2 separate regions of the Mus musculus genome follow, and region 2 is linked to region 1. The links are chromatin contacts, called in public Hi-C maps. All regions are on one chromosome and are shown on one strand. The core of a region is the stretch at or near the end of the contact, and the rest is flanking DNA. Distances in the headings are between cores, read along the strand shown. Region 1 has its middle 220 kb from the start of Gm24638. Region 2 overlaps Ephb1 (Eph receptor B1).

Region 1 (2,962 bases), core at 357-2,856:
CCGGAAGATGGAGAGAGTCACTATGCCCCATCCTACCACTCACTCTTTAGAGACACCTGGCTGTCCAACCTCAGAGGCAAACACTGACCAAGGCTGAGATGGAGAGTGTCCACCTTCTTGGAAGGGATGAAGGTAGTTGGCAGGGTGATGTCACAAGGATATCATGTAATGTTTCTCTTGTGGGATACAAAGATTTACTAGGCGAATGATGAAGGCGAATGATGATGTAATATCTGAAGAATGAGCCAGAGATGTTCCCTGGCCCTCTGACTGGCCCGTTTCCCAGCCAGTAAAGGCGGGTATGAGGTTATTTCCTAATGTGGATGTTTCATAACACACACACACACACACACACACACACACACAAAGAAACAAGATCTACATTACATAGGATTTCAAAGGTGTAGTTCCCAGGAGTCTGGAAGGAACTTAGGACATGGTGGAGCTATTGAAAACAAGCCAGACCTGCTGCAAATCCCATCAAGAGTTGGGTGGGAACTCAAGGGAAGGGTGAAGAGTGTGCAGGTGTGCAGGGCTCTGTGTGGTTGTGAAGGCTGCAGGCCTCCCTTTTCTAGAAAGAACCTGCCATCCAGCCGGGGGAAGTGCAGTTGGTCCATAGTCTGTGGCAACAGCTAGTGGTGTGCCCAGGCTCCTGTATTTCTAGGTAGCTCTCACCAACACAGATGGAACACCACTGGAGTCCCGGGACTCGGCTCTTGTGCGCTTTGTAGGACTCTTCCTGTGAACAGCTGTTGGTTTGCAGTTTCAGAATGAGTTGGAGGAGAGTTTATTAAATCTTCACAGCTGCCCGAGGCTTTTGTCCCATTGTATCTCCACTTCAACAAACCTCTTACAGGCCTGACTTTAGTTCACTCTCTGCTTCTCAGGTCTCCAGAAAGGAGTAGCTTAAAGATGGAACTCTGGCATCTCCACCCAGGAAGGTAGATTAGGACAATCCAAGGCAAAAAGAAGGTGTTCCCCATAGCTGGGCTGGGTTTTGTTGAGGCAGGCAGATTCCCTAGGAGAAATGGCTTCTGGTTTCTGCAGGAACCTGATTTCTGAGCATCTCTTAGCCTGGTACGGTCTAGTGTTCAGAGGGTCAGGGCACAAGCTGAGAGCATCGTTAGAACCAAAGAGGCCTGAGGCCAGGAATGAGGATTGACTGAAGCCATCTGCATGTACCAGACCAGATGGCCTTGTGGATATTAGCCAACACCAGCAAGGATACAGGAAGACTTTTCCCACTGCCACCATTTAAGGCTATCTTAGAGCCCTGCTGAGGAGTGGCAAAGATTGTTTCTATCTCAAAATGCTAATGCTATTAGCTATTTTAGAAACTAATGCTATTAGCTGTGCTAATGCTATTTTAGAAACATAAAAATTAGATTCTCTTTGTTTACCTGAGTTTGTGGCATGGGATTTACCTGGCAATATCTGAGGGGCCAGGGGCTCCTGGAGGTCAAGGGTGCACACAGTCACTCCCATGGCAGTGCACAGGTCCTTTCCAAACAGCTCTGAGTCCTGTCTGCTGGCCCTAGAGAGGTATCCCATGTGAGGCTGAAGAGCTGTGGGGAGGTGGCAGCTGCTGGGTTGCTGTTACACATGGCAGATTGCAGAAAGGCAAGCCAAGAGCTAGAGCTGCGGGAGGCTCAAGGACACAGCAGCAGGACCTGAAGAGATGCCACTGACTCTCTTCATGAATGCAGGCGGCAGCATCATCGCAGTGGGAAGCCAGGCCACAGAGCAGGGAAGCAACTTCAGCTGGTCCTGCAGGTTGGCCCCAGGAAAGCAGGGATGAAGCAACCACAGGCAGGAAGGATGTGAGGTCCCGGTGAATTCTGTGGCTCCTCCTCCAACTGCATCTGGATGAGGGATTGAGGGTATGTGTTCATCTCCTAATCCCTGGACCAGAGCAGCCATGTGGAGCCCTCAACGTCCCTGTGAGAGCTTGGCTCTAAGAATGACAGACCAGTGCATGGGCGGGTGTCTTCCAGGTTTTACTTCTCTTTGTCACATGCATATGAGTTCATTCCCTCCTGCCTTTCCTTCTGTGGCCTCTGCTTGCTTCACTCCTCCCTCTTGTTTCAAAGGTAAAATCTAAGCATCCGCAGCCAGGCATCCAGGGGCTCCCTCCACCTCCTGCTAAGGTGGTGCAGTGACCCTCTTCCCATGAGCCTCACCACTGCCTGGCCCTGAGTGGGGACTTGCCCAGGGCCTTCTCCACTGCCTTCATCTTTCAAATGTCCTCTGTCCTTGTCAGAATCCCCTGTAGCTTCATCTTCTCCATGAAGCTCTTTGCCTCTATCTGCCTATCTTCTTCTCTCCCAACACCCCCCAAACCCTGCTCCCAAATACCCAAGTCTAACCTGCTTTTCATCGCTAACTCTGCCCTACGAAACACCAAAGAATCACCTCTACCTCCCATCTTTACCATACCTCAACATACTCCTCAATTTTTAAAATCTAAAGTAAAATTAACAGCAATATTAACAATCAAGCACTAATCTCTGTTTACCACTGGAGGACAGCATCCCAAATCTGAGTATTTATGATTTCAAAATTGATTTTAAATGAAGAATTCTCATAACGGGGATAAAGTCACCTTCATGAGGAATTGGTATGCACCTGGTCATATTTTGCTAGTCCCATTCGCAAACACTCATCCCAAGTGGGGAGAAGAGATTTCCTTTGCATTTACCCTGCACTGTGCTGGCTATTTGTAACATCTGCAGAGACATCTGGATAATTTCATTTTCATAAGCATGGAGATATTTGTGGCTGTTTGGATAAGTTCAAGACGAGGGAGGAAGACACATTATTACAAGCTCATGGAGAAACAATTTGTATGAGCAGCAAGGGAGGATTTTCAGTGAGGTTCTTCTGGGATGACTGGCCGGGATGGGTGAGGGGCGGGGGTCTGACTCTGGACTCCAGCAAAAGAAGGAGGCTCTCTGGATACAGG
Region 2 (2,799 bases), core at 229-2,728, 680 kb after region 1:
TGCCTGGGCCAAGTGGTCCTGACACAGAGGCTCTGGGTATCTCTATCCAACTCCTAGTCTAAATGGGAATTCTACCCCACTGAATCTTCAGGCAAGGTAGTCACATTGTGTCGAAGTACCCAGTCTTTCCCTTTCTTTCCATGGTTGTCTTAGGCAAGGCAGCCGCACTCAACTGTTGTCTCCTATTATGCTCTGACTCTGGAATATGTCTACAGTGATTTTAGCATCTTTCTGGTCAACTATTTCATTTTTCCTGACCCTAGGTTTGCCCCTGGTCTCTGGGCTTTTAAGGTGACTTTCTGTCTGTACTCCCTGGCATCTGGAGAGCCAGCCCTTCCCTCTCTCTGGCATTCTACCCACTACCCCTCCTTCTCCGAGCACTCCATCCCTAGAATGATCTTCCATCACCAGGAAATTATGAAAGGCCTCACAGGGAAACACATGTGGCTATGTAAACTACACATCAGGCACATTCAAATTAAACGGGGAGCTTTGAGACGCCACCTTCCATCAATGGACTCTGGGTGTGAACATGGACGTCTGGGAGGAACAATGACAAGCAAGACCGATTGTGCCAAACAGCCTTTTTTGGAAAGTGTGAAGAGGGTCTTGTCTTCTGACAGAGTGGTCTGAAGATTCACATAGTCAAAATGTCCCTTGCAATCCCGAGGAAGGGACCATGCTGAATATCAACATGCCATCCTCCCATGTGTCTGACCAGCTCGGGAACAGATGGCCTCTTTCTTTGGCTGGGGACCAATGAAGCAGTTGGTGAATGCCAAGGTGCCAGAGAATACAAAACTATGCATCCTTAACACCAGCGTGGATCGCACTGGATGTGGTGAAAGGCTCCCAAAATGGGGGAGGAGTCCTCTGGGAAAAAGGCTCTGTGTGTGTGTGAGTGTGTGTGTGTTTATGTGTTGGTAGAGAATTCTGATCATTTAAATATGATTATTTTCAACAGCTACAATAAGGTCTTCCTAAAAAATTCATTTCTTCAGAGTTTACACACACACACACACACACACACACACACACACACAAACCAGTATACTTTCTAAACAATTAACTAGACAATGGCCATATATTCAGTTTCAAAAAACAGGGGAATAGTTAAATATTATACAGCCACTTGGTGAACTATTACGAAGCCATCAAAAATGGAATTTGTACAGCAAGGAAATGTTAACAGTAAAATGATGACGAGAAAAACCACTAGATCCTAAGTTACAAAGGCAGATCTGAAAAGCCATAGGCATGGGGCATTTATGCAGTTATGCAGGGAAGTCACACAAAGTGAATATAGTGATTGCATAACCAAAAGCATTATTTTAAACATGGAAAAGAATTGGAAATTAAACACTTGTTAATTGGATGAATGACTGCCCTCAGGCAGGGGGAATTCTAAGCCTTAATGGTGCGGCTGGCAGGCTCCTCGGGACAGAAGGCAAGGTCTCCAGGCTCCGAGGGAAGATGCTATTTATGTCATTCTATGACCAGCCATGGCAGGCTCCAACAGAAGGCTCAGCGAGGCTCAGCCAGAGCCTGGGGAGAGCGGGCTCTATGAAGCAGGATTAGAGGGCAGACCTCCCAGGCAGCCCAAGTCCAGAGTCACTGGGCTCGTATCAGGGTCCAGATGTGCTATCGTTTTGACCGGACTAGAAAAATGCCAAGGTGAGGTCCCTGAAGCCATCTAATTAGCACCACCCCGAAGAAGCTGTGTTAGGAAAGAACTCTTCCCTGCTGGTTAGTGACTACCACATATGGAGACCTAACAGGAAGCAATCAGAGAAGACGCTGTGCCACATGACCCCAGGTCAAAGTCTAAGGCACTGAGCTTCTAGTGCCTGCCAACTGTTGTTGAGAAAAGGGGCAATGAGGAATGGGAAAGAAGGCCAGGGTTTCTCAACCTTCTCCAAGGTGGTAGGACAAGCAGAAGGCCTTCCACACCAGAGAATACCTCTCATTAAACCCTCTTGCCCTTCATGCTCACATCCGTCACCCTGTGGGAAAGGACACCATTGTCTGAGCAGAACTCTCCTAACCGGCAGTGGGACAGAAGCAACTGGAGTCCCACCATAGGGGCTCCCGCTACCCGAGGGAAAGGGGCTTCCAGGAAGACTCTGACAAAGCAATCCAACGCTTGAGAACCAACTGCTTGACTGTCCTGGCTGTTAGCATCTGCCCCACTGACTCAGGTCCCACTCTGTGGTCACCGCCTCCCCTGGATATGCCTCAGTTTCCTCTGAAGCAAGTGAGTAGATCAGAGTATTTCTCTGGGGCTCCTGTCTCCTGCCAGAGCAGACGGGCTCTCCCGTGCCTCTTCCTGGAAGTGGCTTTTGGTTCCTGCTACATCTGCTCCAGGCTCTTTCATCTACTTGAGGACCTTGCTGTGGGCTGCTGATAGAAACAGATTTTAAATCATCCTTTGCCATGTCGAGTGCAAACACACCATCACTCCCGTGCCTAACAGCATCCGCCATCAATGAAAGGCCATATTTAGCAGATGTTCAGCAGTAATTACCTGGACATCAGACACTTTCTCCAACTTTAATTACTCGGCGATGGCAGCCTCCCACACCCTCCCACGTGCCACTTCCAGCTCTCAAACAGACACACACACACACACACACACACAGAGAGAGAGAGAGAGAGAGAGAGAGAGAGAGAGAGAGAGAGTACCATGAACCACTTTCACCAGACAGGAACAGAGACACACTGAGAATCTCAGTAGGGTGGGTTTCTGGAGTGGGGTCATCCTGAAGGTGACAATCACCTGATAATACTGAAAGGGTCACA

The links. A called contact is a pair of places that touch in the nucleus more often than the background predicts.
Region 2: a contact with region 1 is called in a Hi-C map of cerebellum, with 2.3 times the contacts expected there. The contact joins two enhancer-like sites. A contact is called at or near these places in 2 of 484 Hi-C or Micro-C datasets (cerebellar granule neurons and cerebellum) and 1 of 115 datasets of contacts at active chromatin or transcription factors (astrocytes).

What each region holds. Positions count from the first base shown.
Region 1 is chr9:101,612,510-101,615,471 of GRCm38.p6, forward strand. No RefSeq gene overlaps it. Among named protein-coding and RNA genes, the nearest start is that of Gm24638, 220 kb to the left of the region's middle. Within about 2 kb of position 1,607, at least 7 of the 459 cell types and tissues checked have an H3K27ac peak or open chromatin away from gene starts, as enhancers often do. A contact at or near this core is called in cerebellar granule neurons and cerebellum, where this site is marked.
Region 2 is chr9:102,297,438-102,300,236 of GRCm38.p6, forward strand. All of the region lies in intron 1 of Ephb1 (Eph receptor B1), which reads right to left. Among named protein-coding and RNA genes, the nearest start is that of Mir7243, 6.1 kb to the right of the region's middle. Within about 2 kb of position 1,479, at least 7 of the 459 cell types and tissues checked have an H3K27ac peak or open chromatin away from gene starts, as enhancers often do. A contact at or near this core is called in cerebellar granule neurons and cerebellum, where this site is marked.